Linked DNA regions of Mus musculus: regions 2 and 3 are each linked to region 1. Evidence: chromatin contacts called from public HiCAR-type and Micro-C data. All regions are on one chromosome and are shown on one strand. The core of a region is the stretch at or near the end of the contact, and the rest is flanking DNA. Distances in the headings are between cores, read along the strand shown. Region 1 has its middle 31 kb from the start of Gm31693. Region 2 overlaps Gm31813 (a long non-coding RNA gene). Region 3 has its middle 24 kb from the start of 7530428D23Rik.

Evidence for each region. A called contact is a pair of places that touch in the nucleus more often than the background predicts. HiCAR-type assays count read pairs that join an accessible place to other places.
Region 2: a Micro-C map of embryonic stem cells shows a contact between it and region 1, with 3 times the contacts expected there. The contact joins two enhancer-like sites. A contact is called at or near these places in 1 of 484 Hi-C or Micro-C datasets (embryonic stem cells) and 3 of 115 datasets of contacts at active chromatin or transcription factors (CD8 T cells, embryonic stem cells and pancreatic cancer cells).
Region 3: a HiCAR-type map of astrocytes shows a contact between it and region 1, with 7 times the contacts expected there. The contact joins two enhancer-like sites. A contact is called at or near these places in 4 of 484 Hi-C or Micro-C datasets (frontal cortex, nephron progenitors, neural progenitor cells and 1 more) and 3 of 115 datasets of contacts at active chromatin or transcription factors (CD8 T cells and astrocytes).

Annotation. Positions count from the first base shown.
Region 1 is chr3:21,670,086-21,674,522 of GRCm38.p6, forward strand. No RefSeq gene overlaps it. Among named protein-coding and RNA genes, the nearest start is that of Gm31693, 31 kb to the right of the region's middle. Within about 2 kb of position 2,591, at least 52 of the 459 cell types and tissues checked have an H3K27ac peak or open chromatin away from gene starts, as enhancers often do. A contact at or near this core is called in astrocytes, embryonic stem cells and neural progenitor cells, where this site is marked.
Region 2 is chr3:21,889,736-21,894,172 of GRCm38.p6, forward strand. Gm31813 (a long non-coding RNA gene) reads right to left here. Exons shown (of 8, transcript XR_001783797.2): 4 at 4,362-4,437. Among named protein-coding and RNA genes, the nearest start is that of Gm31813, 72 kb to the right of the region's middle. Within about 2 kb of position 2,581, at least 67 of the 459 cell types and tissues checked have an H3K27ac peak or open chromatin away from gene starts, as enhancers often do. A contact at or near this core is called in embryonic stem cells, where this site is marked.
Region 3 is chr3:21,822,072-21,826,508 of GRCm38.p6, forward strand. No RefSeq gene overlaps it. Among named protein-coding and RNA genes, the nearest start is that of 7530428D23Rik, 24 kb to the left of the region's middle. Within about 2 kb of position 2,555, at least 76 of the 459 cell types and tissues checked have an H3K27ac peak or open chromatin away from gene starts, as enhancers often do. A contact at or near this core is called in astrocytes and neural progenitor cells, where this site is marked.

The DNA of each region.
Region 1 (4,437 bases), core at 1,341-3,840:
CCAGGACCCTGGGATGGACTCACAGTATGACATGAACAAGAAGCAAATATTGCTCTGAAACCTAAGAGTAAGTTGTTTTATTGCTGTGACTTATACCAATAGATCATTTGTAGGTGAGAAAACTGGGGCACAGATGTAAGTTGTAAAATAAAAATGTTCTTTTTTTCCAATACCAAAGGTGCCTTTTACAAATTTATGTTTACCAGATCACAAATGAGGAGGAGGGACAGAGCCCATACCCTAGCACCTGCTTACCTAAGTGCTTTTAGTTTATCTTATGGGAGAAAAACTATAGACAGTCTGCTATGTGACAAAGCCTATAAACAAGGAATTAGGAAGGGACCTTGACCTTGGGAAAAAACATTTGATAAGGCTTTGCATCCTGGAAGTGTAAAACTAAAACTAAGTGAAAATCGAGTATAGGAGGCTATACTAGGCAGGAAGATTATGCCTCCACAACCACTGAGCCAACAAGAGATAGGGGATAGAATTTTGCAACTATAAAAACATTTTATGCCTATTGGGCAAGTCAGCCATTTTGCCTTTTTGTGGGGACTAGCAGCAAGTTCTTCAGAAATGAAAATAAACTTCTGCACTATTGTGACATAACAAGACAGTGCAGAGGTTCCTCCATTGTGTATTCTTACTGAGAGCAGTTTTAGACTTAACCTTGATGGAGAATCCCGCAGAAAATTATCCAATTCTATTCTGGAAACCTACGGTCAAATGCCCCAGGTCATCTTAGCTTCTGTTAAACTGCTTCCTTGCACAAAACCTCCCCATATAGCTGCCAAGCAAGATAACAGGATGTGCTGCTGCTGCTGCTGCTGCTGCTGCTGCTGCTGCTGCTGCTGCTGCTGCTGCTGCTGCTGCTGCTGCTGCTGTTGCTGCTGCTGGTTGTTTTTCCCCTTCCCTTCAAAAGTCTTTGCTTTAAATGTTTAGGGCTACAGTTGGATCTCAAATCCCTAAGTGTAGTCCCAGCTGTCTGGACTTAAAGGCTTTCAGTGGCTATAAACTGTATCTAAATGATCACACCTGGTGGGCTTCCCATAACACTTTTAATACTTGGTGTCTCTTGAATTCGTTATTAAGGAATAAGGGTTTTGCTTCTCACACAGAAAGAACAGTTAACATGCCCAAAGCTACATAGTTACTAAGCAATAATACAAGCACTGATCTAGCCAGCCAGCCTTGAGAGCTCACCAAAACTCTTAAAACCTTCATTAGACTGCACAAGCAACGTAAAATAGTGTTAGCAGAAGAAATGGGAGAGTTGAAAGATCAAATAACATTGCTTTACATTTTGAATAACATTCACTATTAAAATTATATAATGTGAGTCACAAGTAAGCAATCCTTAGACAGTCTTTCCAAGTCTAAAGGCAGCACATACACTTTGCATGCACACTTCCTCTGTCTGGTTTCTCTGGAGGTGAAAAGACTCTCTGCCACAGGCATACAATGAAAAACAAGTCAGTTGTGCCTGGACCAAAGGAACATGGAGTTCTAAAAGTATAAAACAAACTTCTGGAACCATTTTTCTGCACTTGATCAGGTTCTAAGTAAACTAGTGTTTTTTTTTAATATTAAACACACACACACTTCAAAGTTGATTAGAACTGATGAGATAAATTCAAACTGTGAACTGTTGGAGTCTCAAGTGGTCGTTAGCCTTCCTGACCCATACCTCACTCCATAAGTCTGACCAGGTGCCTAACTTATACATTGACCTTTCACAGTTCTGATATCTGTGGTTTTTCTTTCCCCATGGTCTTTTCATCCTCCTGAGTACAGTTTCTCTGCGGTAATGCACACCCATGTCAGTAAGGCCTGCAAGCATTCCTACTTATTCAGCACACAAAGAAGATAAAGGAGGCATTGTTTACTGAGCATCAACTTTGTTCCAGGTAACAGCTCTGTATCATCTCACAGAAATCTTGGCAAAAGACTAATATCAGCAGGCAAACATACATCAGAGCCAAGATTTCAAAGCCTGGGGTGTTCTGGCTCCAGAGTGTACAGCCTTCAACTCTTCACTAACCGCCAGCTAGAAAACACTTGGTCAAAACAACAAAGCTAAGTCAGGACAGAGTTTGTTTCAGAATCTGGGTTCCCATGACTCCAGCTTCTTTTTGTCCATAGAGTCACCCTAAAGGTCCCTTGTCCCAAGAATCCCTTGCATAGCTTGCTACAAGAAAGCCCAAGACAGGTCAGTTTCTCTGCCGAAGAACTGCATGGCTTGTAAAAGGTACATCTAACCCAAACAATCACTACCACCCCCCCACCCCCCCACCCCCCCACCCCCCCGTCTTTCCCTTAGACTCCAGGGTCTTCTTCAGGTTGGTAGACCTCTGATCATTCAGTGTCTTCATTGCAAAGCTTGCTAACTTCAAGTCCTGGGAATAGCATCATCTTTGATGACTCTCACCCCTCCCAGTGTATATGAATGTGAATGTGTTGGGACAAGCCACTGGGAGTAAAATCTCTCCATTTCCTGCCCAGCCACTCCTGTCCTGTTGAGGCAGGAGAATAGGGTGGAGAGTGAGGTCCAAAAGGCCTTATGCAAGGCCTGTAAATTAGCATATGAAAGAAACCAGTTGCCAGAAAGGAAGAACGGAACCATCAAGCATGCCAAGACTACTGTGTAACAGAGTCTGCCCAAAAGCTTACCAAATCCCTCTTTATGCAAATGCTTGAGAAAGTCTATGCTATGCAAATGACCTACAAAAGTTTCAATCGTTTGTGTACAGGGCCTTTGAGCTCCTAATCTTCCCCACTGCTATGGCCTGCTGCCTTCCTTGAAAGAGTATTTTTTCTTAATAAACTCAGCTTCAGCTACTATTCACATGTATCTGCCAAATTTCTTGTTCTGAGACCTGAAAATTGTTATAGAAGCCTATCCAATCCTAATATTCAGTATTATTCATTTTATCTTTCCTGCTAGGTGACTGATCTATTCCCCATTTGGCCTCTGTCTTGTTCATTACCTTGTTTAATGTTAAGGACTTGTAACAAACCAACCAAGTCCAACAGTTTCTAGTCAGTTCCTGCTAGGCCCTGAGGGATCAAAGGGGACGTGCAGTCAGAGTCTTCAAAATGACAAACTTTCAGGCTCCAGGTGCCCACATGGATAGAGCAAAGAGTCAGTTGGCCCCAACTCTGAACCACCCCAAAGTAGAGTTCAGATGTTAAAATCCATCACTATTTCAACTAGAGAGTAAAAGTATGGGTGTATTGGTGTAAATCCTGTTGCTTCCAGAACTTTGCTGCTATTTCTGTCCCTGTACTTTTCCTCCTCCCCATTGTTTTTAGTTGAGCACTTTGGGATCATTTCATGAGGCTCATGTTCCATATGTGTATATTAGGAATAACATCACTTTTTTGTAAATGTCAGATGTTGGACTCCAAAGAAGAACATCGGAGGAGTCAAAGGCAACTATATCTACAGGAATCATTGTGCAGAATGATAGTGGGAAAGTATTTCACCCAGCAGCAAAGTTAGCTCTCAGATGCAGGACAAATGGGTAACCAAGGTGCCTATTTAACATATCAAAGAGGACCTGGTTGTCAGGAACTCCCAGCAACCATCAATTCCTACCTGTTTAGAATATGACTGACATATCACACCTCCACCCTGAGCTACTGGGCTACTTCCCGCAGTTGCCCTTCCCTGTATAACCCAGTTACTTTGATTCCTAATTCTGAAAGTCTATCCTTTTCTTTCCTGGATTTTCCCTCTCTGCTCTCTCCTCTCTGCCTTCCCCTCCTTACATGTTCCTGCTCAAGGTTAGGTTCATTCTGGACTCTCCCAGGTGACCTGGACTCTCCCAGGTGTCCCAGCCTCTGGCTATGTTCTTCCTTTTATCTACAATAAACCTTCTTCTCCACCATACCTAGCAACAGTCATGCCCCTTCTTTTTTATTTCTTTTTTGTTTGTTTGTTTTCATTTAAGTAGAAAATGGGGGCTTAGCATTGATGTGGAATGCATATTTTACAGATGAGGAAATTAATGGAGCCCCCAGAAATGAACACAATATGCCATCACACTAAGCCTTAGTAACATGACCTTATCACATACTAATTCTGGAACCTTCTCCAATCTGTAGCCTTGATGCATCTTTGGTATTGTCCTTATAAAATGTAGAAAACTCCGAATTCCTGAAGCACAACAACGATTACTTCTACCATATTATTCTCATCATAAAATGTTCCCTTTGTAAAAATCTCTTGAGTCTGATGCAAAACCCACCAACCAGTCAGAATGCAGTAGCTATTTTAATTCTCTATAGGAGATGAGGAGACAGGGGCAAAGATCAACAGCCAGGAAATTACAGAGCCACGACTTGAATAGAAGTTCAAATCCCTTATTCTTTTTCTTTCCCATGGCTCCTAGTGCCAAACTGAATTGCCTAATAGATCAAAAGGTCAACATACAG
Region 2 (4,437 bases), core at 1,331-3,830, 220 kb after region 1:
TTGAATGTTCAGTAGCTAGGACTACCTGCACAAGACCTATACAAACTGAGTCCATCAAAATCCCCCCATGAAGTGAGTGAGAGTGAGGGTCTCACCTGGTTCCACCTCTCTTAAAGAATTTATAGGCAGTTGCTGGGAGAGGGAACGGCATTTTCCTTAGTGATATAGCCATTGATACAATACAGCACAGATACTCCCATGCTCCTCTGAGGAACCCTAATTAAACTCATTGGTTTGCTAAGAAGATAAGAAAACAAAATCGTTTTTTTTTTAAATTAGGTATTTTCTTCATTTACATTTCCAATGCTATCCCAAAAGTTCCCCATAGGCTCCTCCCCGACTCCCCTACCCACCCACTCCCACTTCTTGGCCCTGGCGTTCCCCTGTACTGGGGCATATAAAGTTTGCAAGAACAATGGACCTCTCCTTCCACTGATGGCTGACTAGACCATCTTCTGCTACATATGCAGCTACAGACACAAGTTCTGGGGGGTACTGGTTAGTTCATATTCAAAACTGTCTTTTTAAAAATAAATAAAAAGACAAGACAAGCTACTTAAGAAAAATGAAAATAAGGCAACTTTATAATCACAGCACTTGGCATTTGCAATGAAATTTCAAGGAGGGAAGAAAACACCCAAGAAAGGGTTTCATTGAGGTGGAAAGATTCTGAGCTGAACTGGCAGAAGAGGCCAAACTGGAAATTCAAAAACGTCTTATTTACAGAGAAGGTAAATCATAGGCTGGCTGGGCTTGGGGGCTTGGAGCTGATGTTAGAGTTCTCACATCACTCCAGCTGGTTGAAGAGATCTGGTCAGGCACTGCAGGAAATGATGCTTCTCCCTGAACCATGGGGTGCAAACAGTTTTGCAGAAGCAATTCATGCTTAGCTGCCATCTTCCTTTGATTCTTGCCCCTTTCCAAATGGATCTTAATTTTCAAGTTATGTTTTGTGATAAATATTGAGAGATTTTTTTTCAATCGATTTTTTTTAAACAAGTGTATATCAGGATGGTCTAAAACTCAATTAGTAAAATATGCCTTTTAAAATTATTGTATTTCTTAATAGTATTAGGCAAACACACATGCTCACACATATGTGTGTGTGTGTGTGCCTATGTATGTTAAACATGCACATATGTACATGATGGGGTTCTGTACATGTCTCAGGACACATATGTAGAGGCCAGAGGAAAACGCTGTGGACTCTGTTTTCTCTTCCACCTTTCCCATGGGTTCTGGGGATTGAACACACATTGCCAGACTTGCTGTCTTACTTCCTGAGTCATTTTGCCAGTTCTATTTTAGAGCGCTTATTCATGAGTGTATTCATGTATAAAATTTTGGATTTCCTTCTTGCCCTTTCCCAGTACTAAGGTCAGATCACGCCTACCATATGCTTTCATTCCCCTCACACGCCTCTTCTTCCCAAATGTGTGCTATGATTTAGAAAGCATATCTATTGGGGTTTATAACTTAGAATCAGAAACTTAGAACACCCACGATACAATTTGCAAAACACAAGAAACTCAAGAAGAAGGAAGACCAACGTGTGGATACTTCATTCCTCCTTAGAATAGGGAATAAAATACCCATGGAAGGAGTTACAGAGACAAAGTTTGGAGCTAAGACGAAAGAATGGACCATCCAGAGACTGCCCCATCCGGGGATCCATCCCATAATCAGTCACCAAACCCAGACACTCTTGCATATGCCAGCAAGGTTTTGCTGAAAGAACCCTGATATACCTGTCTCATGTGAGGCTATGCCAGTGCCTGGCAAATACAGAAGTGGATGCACATAGTCATCTATTGGATGGAACACAGGGTCCCCAATGGAGGAGCTAGAGAAAATACCCAAGGAGCTGAAGGGGTCTGCAACCCTATAGGTGGAACAACAATATGAACTAACCAGTACCCCCAGCTCGTGTCTCTAGCTGCATATGAGGCAGAAGATGGCCTAGTCGGCCATCATTGAGAAAGAGGCTCCTTGGTCTAGCAAACTTTATATTCCTCAGGAGAACGCCAGGGCCAAGAAGTGGGAGTGGGTGGGTATGGGAGCAGGGCCGGGCCGGGGTGGGGGTGGAGGGTATAGGGATAGCATTTGAAATGTAAATTAAGAAAATACCTAATAAAAAATATATTAAAAAAAGAAAAAAAAGAATGGTCCAAATACAGCTACTGCATAATTTTCAACGGAAGGCCCCTTCAGATAACAGTGCTGCAAATAGTCCCACTACCACCTTCTCCTTTGGAATAGGGTGTCCTTCCAGAGCAAACAAGAGTGTACTGTGCTCCCTGGTTCTGCTTCTAGCTGCTTCGGTCGCCTCCATTTCTCTTGGAGATGATTGAATTATCTACGTAAAGATGAAACAGCTAATCCTTGGGGTGGGGGTGGGGAGAGAATTGATTCGTGGCCAGCAGACATTTAGTCTCAAAGCAACTGGGGACGCTCCGGAAGTGATTAGTGCTAACAGAAGCCTTGGTTCTCCTGGCAGGCTAAATGCTTTAGAAACACCAGGGAGAGGGAAAGAGCTTTGTGTTTCTTCCTAATAAATCTCCCATCTTATTGTCAGAGGCAGTTTGCCCTCCTGGGGGCCTGGGCTCCAATCTCAGCCTTTTGCAACTGAACTCTGCCTTGCCTGATGTCCATTTCCATCACAATGGCTTACTGGGTTCTAAAAGAGACAATCTGCCACACCAGGCTTCTCAATTTCTCTGCCCCTCCTTCCCTCCCCACCAATCACGTCTTGACCTCCCCCCCCCCCCCCCCCGCCTCCTGGCTCAGGTACTCCCTGCTTCCCATCCTTGCTCTTGCTCCAGGGATCTCTTTCTGTAAATCCTCTGAGAGAATTCCTGGATTAAATTTGAAGTAAAGCATTACAAACCTCTAACTCGGTGTCAATTACTATTTGGCACTACATTTTATGAGGAAGAAATGCAATAAAACAGCAATTTCTAAATTTAACCCGCATTACATAATATAATTATTTATTGCAGAAGATGTTGTTTATACATCACCCACGTTATTGATTGCTATGAAAAAGGCAATGTACAGGAAGCCATACAAATTGATCAATAGTTAAAGTGATTAATCAAATATTTAATTTGTTTCCATAAATTTTAGTCCAGTACGTGTTTCACATCACACAATGTAGCTATGAACTATAACTCCGCTCCCCAGCAAGACGCACAGAGAAATGTCTTTCTTCTATTTCTGAAATGCTGCAAGAGAACACTAAAGCTGAGTAAACCATATTTGTCTTTCACACTCCCACCCATCCTCATTTTGCTCCCACTACTAACAACCCAAAGCTGAAACCACTTAAGGATTATAATTATCCCTCATCATGATCGACTGTGTGATGACGAGGCTGCTACCCATCACAAATGATGTTGCTGGAAAGGAAAGATGTGCAGCCCAGAGACATTCCCTGCTTTGTTTTTTGCTTTATCCCCTCCTCCAGGCAGAGGGAGGGAGGGATGAAATTCAGTCAGGAAAACAATTAGCTTGCCTAGCTTCACTGCACTGTGATATCAAATCACACAGCAATTAAGAGCTCCAAAGAGCCCCAGGTTGGTTTCACGCACATTCAAGGATGTAAACCGATCTGTACCCGATGAGCTAAGGCTGGACTGCAAATGAAAAAGTCAGAAGAGGTAAGCAGTGTAAAATTCCATTCTCTGCCTAATCACACTTCACTAATGGTGATATGCGCTCAGAGTACCTCTCAGTCGGTACACAGAACATTTGCATGTCTCCTCAAGCCTTGATAGATGGCTACAGAATTCTACCCTGTGACTTCTCTGGCAATACATGTCAAATGCAAAAGGCTAATATTTTCAGAAAAAATATATATACATTTGATGGTGAATAAAAAGGATAAGTGAAGTGTCCCATGGTGGGGCTACAGAGACGGCCCACTCAGGAAAAGTTCATCCCGTGTAAACATTTGAACCTGACTTCAATCCCTATTACCCATGTAAAACGTCTGGTGTGATGGTTGGTGAATCTAAGCAGTGGGCAAGTGGGAACAGGTGGATCCCTGGGGTTCACTGGCCAACCAGCATAGCCTAATGGGCAAGCCCCAGGTTCCAGTAAGAATCACTGCCTTTAAGAAAAACATGATACATAGCTCCTGAAGAATTAAACCTGAGACTGACATCAGGCTTACTCATGCATGCGCACAAACATGCATTTCACGGATACACAAGTGTGCATGGACACACAGCTGAACATACACAAAGAGGACAAGAAAAGCGTCATCTTTCCCATCACCAAAGTCTTAACTGTTGAATTTGGCACAGAAATCTCCAAAGGCAGACAAGTGCGGGAGAGTTTTAACGGTAGGAGAACATTACCCATCTTCTTCTTCTCCCTTCTTCCTTTTTGCTCTTGAAACAGGGTCTCTACCAAGCTCGGAGTTGTTAGGTTTTT
Region 3 (4,437 bases), core at 1,305-3,804, 150 kb after region 1:
ATGCCCAAGGAAATTCACCATGAATACAAATTGTTCTCCATATCCATGAACTCTGTGGCCTCAGCCAACCCAGACCACAAATACACACACATTATTATATAAATATTTATTAATAAATATCACACTAAAACACAATAAATAAAACAAATCTTGCAGCACATTTTGTGGCTGCAAGCAAACATTGGCCTATCATAAGAACTTGAGCCTCCACAGATTTTGGATGCTCCACAAATGACAGGAATTCTTGGATCCAATCCCTCATGGATACATATACCAAGGAACATTTGTATTTACAACTTTGAATTGGGTGTTACCGGTAAATGGCCTAATAAAAGAATAGGAGGAACTCCAGCCCCTCAAAACAATTAGATACTGATGTCTAAGACTGCACAAATAACAACATAAATGAATGTCGATTTTGAGGAATAAGATGGAGTTTTATCCATAGAAACAACTGAGTAATAGTCATAATGGTTAATTAGGTAAGTGATTTCCAAAACATATTCCAATGATGACTAATATAATAAACTTCAGACTTCTAACTCAGTGACATATTTTTTCATGCTTCTCTTAATAGTCCATTAAGGTTTGGCAATTAAGTCAATAAAAGGTCGAGTTTTTAAACCTCAACAACATTGATTTACCCGCCCCCCTTAAAAAGAATTGCTTAGTCATAATTAAAATTGCACTCTAAAAAAGCTAAGCTCTTAGACTCCGACCAGAACCTACCCTCTTTCCTTCCACTCATTGCACAACTAGCTTGCTCTTGTTTTCTTCTAGGGCAGTGGAAGTGCAGAGGCTGGGGAGACAGCTCAGTGGCAGAACACTCAAGTAGCACAAACTGAACAAGGCCTTGGCTAGGATCTCTGTACCACAGAAAAGATGGCAAGGATGCCATTCGCCCCACAGCATAGGAATGGGGATTTGAAATAAATAACTTCTGTATTAAAATGCTTTCCACATAGTTACTACTAGCTAATACACAGTAGCTATTATTAAAATCCTTGCCTAAAAGTGGGAGCTGATTGGGATTGCCATAATAGAAGCATCTAAGCACTACGTAAGGAGTAATGAGCACAGATCGAATGGTACCTTTTGTTGACTCATGGGAACAGGACAGCAGAGAGTGACGAGCCCTAAACACCCTATTTTCCAACTCATTTTGAGGTTGTTTTTGGAAGGATAATGAGCAAATTGTTTAGTGGTTACTTCTGGTGTATTGCCCTGCCCTTCTGTGCCACAATGTTTTCTCTCAATTGTTCTTCAAGGTGGGGACAGGGGACAATTCTAGACATTATTTTTCCTTCCTACCTTTTTCATCTCTGCTTTAGAATATGAACCAAATCCACAGCATACCAACAAGTTTCTGTGGCTTAATAAAAACAGAGCTTCTACGTCATTGTGACTGGCTCAGCCGAGCAAGCTAACTCACAGGATTGCTCAGAAGCTGCCGACCCTATTCTTACCAGACTCATGGTGTCCTGGAGGTTGGGAAAGCTCCAAATTCATGCCAGCATGATGACTTCGCTGGGTACTTGGCATTAAGCCTGAGGGACCTGAGTTTGATCCCTGAGACTCACACAGTAGAAGGAGAGAATGGGTTCCCACAAATTGTCCTCTGATCTCCACACTGGAGACATGCTCCACCCTGACTGCCACACACACATGCACACAGACAAAGATAAATACAAATTTAATAACTGTTTTAAAGACGCAATACATTGCTCAGTTCTGCTTATATTACAAACAAATGCATAATAGTAACTACCATAGCAAAATGAGTTGACGAGTGCATGTGCACACATATGTGTGCACATGAACATGCGTGTGTGCACAGGTGTGCAAAGACATGTGTTGTTGTGCAGACCAGAGATCAGGTATCTTGCTCTATTGCCCACTGTCTTATACTTTTGAGACTGGGTCTCTCACTGAACATGGAATTCATGGGACAGGCTATGCTGGCTGCCAGAGAAGGTCCTCTCTGTCTTTCTAAGTGCTGGCATCACAGATGTTTGCTGTTGCCAGCCTTGACTTTACATGGTCCTGTGGATGTGAATTCAGGTCCTCCTGTTAGCATGGCAAGCACTTTACCAGCAGTCATGTCCTCAGCCCTTTTCCACACTGGAAGTGTAGATTGACAGTCCTCTAAGGAAGCCTAGTCATAGACAGTACACAAAGGCTTAGAAAGCACAGACCTTCCCTGCAGTCACACAGCCACCAGGAAAGGGAAGGCCTCCTCATTCCCAGCTAAATGTTTATTCATGAGGTGAGTCTGCGGCTTTCCAGAGTTCTCTGCACCCGGCTGCGTAAAGAGGCACAACATCATTTCCAGCTCAGGAGAAAGCGATAGCAGCTTCCCCTGAGAGACTCTGTACTGGAAAGTGTTTCAGGAACAATTGCATGACTGACAATATTTGGTAAGCTGGCCAATTGTCACATTGGAAAAACAAAATGAAGAGGTCCTAAAAGCTTCCTGGCTTCCTTTGGAGCACTGACCATGCAAATCACGTCATAGAAATTCTGAGCACTGCGAGTGAAGAGCCAGTCCTACCACCATGGCCACACAACCACAATGGTCTTGATCACCATGCAGCCCTGCCTGTGCCAGGATGACAGCCTAGTTCAGGAGAAGCTGGTGCTGCTGCCAGCTGCCATTGCCTAGGCAAAGATGTGTCAGCAAGTAAGAAAGACTAGTCAGCGTGTAGCAGAGGTGGAAGAACAAGACTGCATGTGAACAGCAGCTGGGAGGTTGCCTGCTCTTCCTAACACAAAGGCGACACTATAGAAAAATGAAATCATGTGAATTTTTATGGAAGTCATTAAACACAAACAGGAAGAATCTCTGGTCTTTATAAGACCCCCAGTCTGTTTTCTGTGGAGGCCATATAATCAGAAAGAGCCTGGACAGTGGGTAGGATACAGAAGCAGTCGATAATAGACGCTTTTATCTTTAAATGTTATATGAAAATTTCTACCAATAGACAGCTGGGTCAGAAACTCCATTTGGTCCAACCTGAAAGAGGAAGCATCGAGCATGATTCATGTCCTCCAGTGTGGCAATAGTTTAGATGGTGTGGGGACCAATATACACATTAAAATTGGTTTCCTGTCCATTGGTGATTCGGATGCAGTCCTATTTATTTAAATAGAAAAGAAAGCAACTAGCTTACAGAAAATTATTGACCGGATGGAGTACAGGTGGTGTGTTGCTTTAGAAAAATACAAAGTTGATTCTAAATCAACTGAATTTGGAGAAACCTTGGCATGCTGGTTTCAGGCATAAGAGCTTCAGTTTGGATCCTGGACCTACTCTGCTGTAAGAGGGTAAAGTTTAACTCTGATCTGTTACCTATGAATGAGGATAGTGTCTCCAAAGAGCATGACAGAGTTTAACTGAATGACATGAAGAACTAAGTGCTCACAAAGTACTAAGTGCTCACAGCTCCAAGCCCCAACACATGAGAAGTAGGCCAGATCTACCAACTGTACTTAACAGATGCCCCTTAGAGAAGCACCATGATCAAATGCTAGACAGAGGAGGCCACTTTTGCCAATTGTGGTCTTGCTGTGCCACTCTAGGTACAACACTCTAAAGAACAGCTACCCACAGCTGCTCTGAAGTTAGTCACAGTGCTCGGTACTAGTGGCACCAGACTGTCGTATGAAGCTGATAATGCTCTCTAAAGTAGGTATCCCCAGGCCGAAAATTATGAGCTAGTCATTCCTGTTCCCAGCACATAACTGACAGTTCTCCATCCTAGTTCAACATAGCAACAACCTACATCTTGATATCAGTGCAAATACAACAATAGCTGTCACAGCTGTCCTGCTTCTTCTATACCTCGTATCAGGAGGTTTTCTTCTGCAGTCTCGGGCTGGGAGGGAAGCAAGGTGAACTGAAGCAGCTTTTGAATCTGAGGATGAGCCTCTCTCTGTCTCTCTCTATCTCCCTCTGTCTCTCTGTTTCCCTGTCCCTCCCCACCCCTCTCTCTCTCTCTCTCTCTCTCTCTCTCTCTCTCTCTCTCTGTGTGTGTGTGTGTGTGTGTGTGTGTGTGTGTGTGTGTGTGTGTTCACATAGATAATGCCTGGGCTCAATAGCCTCCCGAATAGCCACTACTTTGGCTACGGAGAAACCATTTGTTTTAATAAGCACTATAAAGTAGAGAATTGTCTTCCATCCACAAAGCTTAGGTAGCTTTAAGGCTGATAAAATGAAAAACCCTCTTACCTAGCAGATTTAAGATCATGATTATGATCATTCTGCTTTTCTCAGTATAATCATCATATGTACCTGACACAGAAACACTAAATGGACAAAAATACATTTTAAATATTAAAATTTCCAAATATTACACAGCACAAATCATTAGCATTTTGACCTTTGCTTCTGAACTTTCTCTGTGAAATCTTTCTAAGCAATGCAGTTTGTTCTCTCCA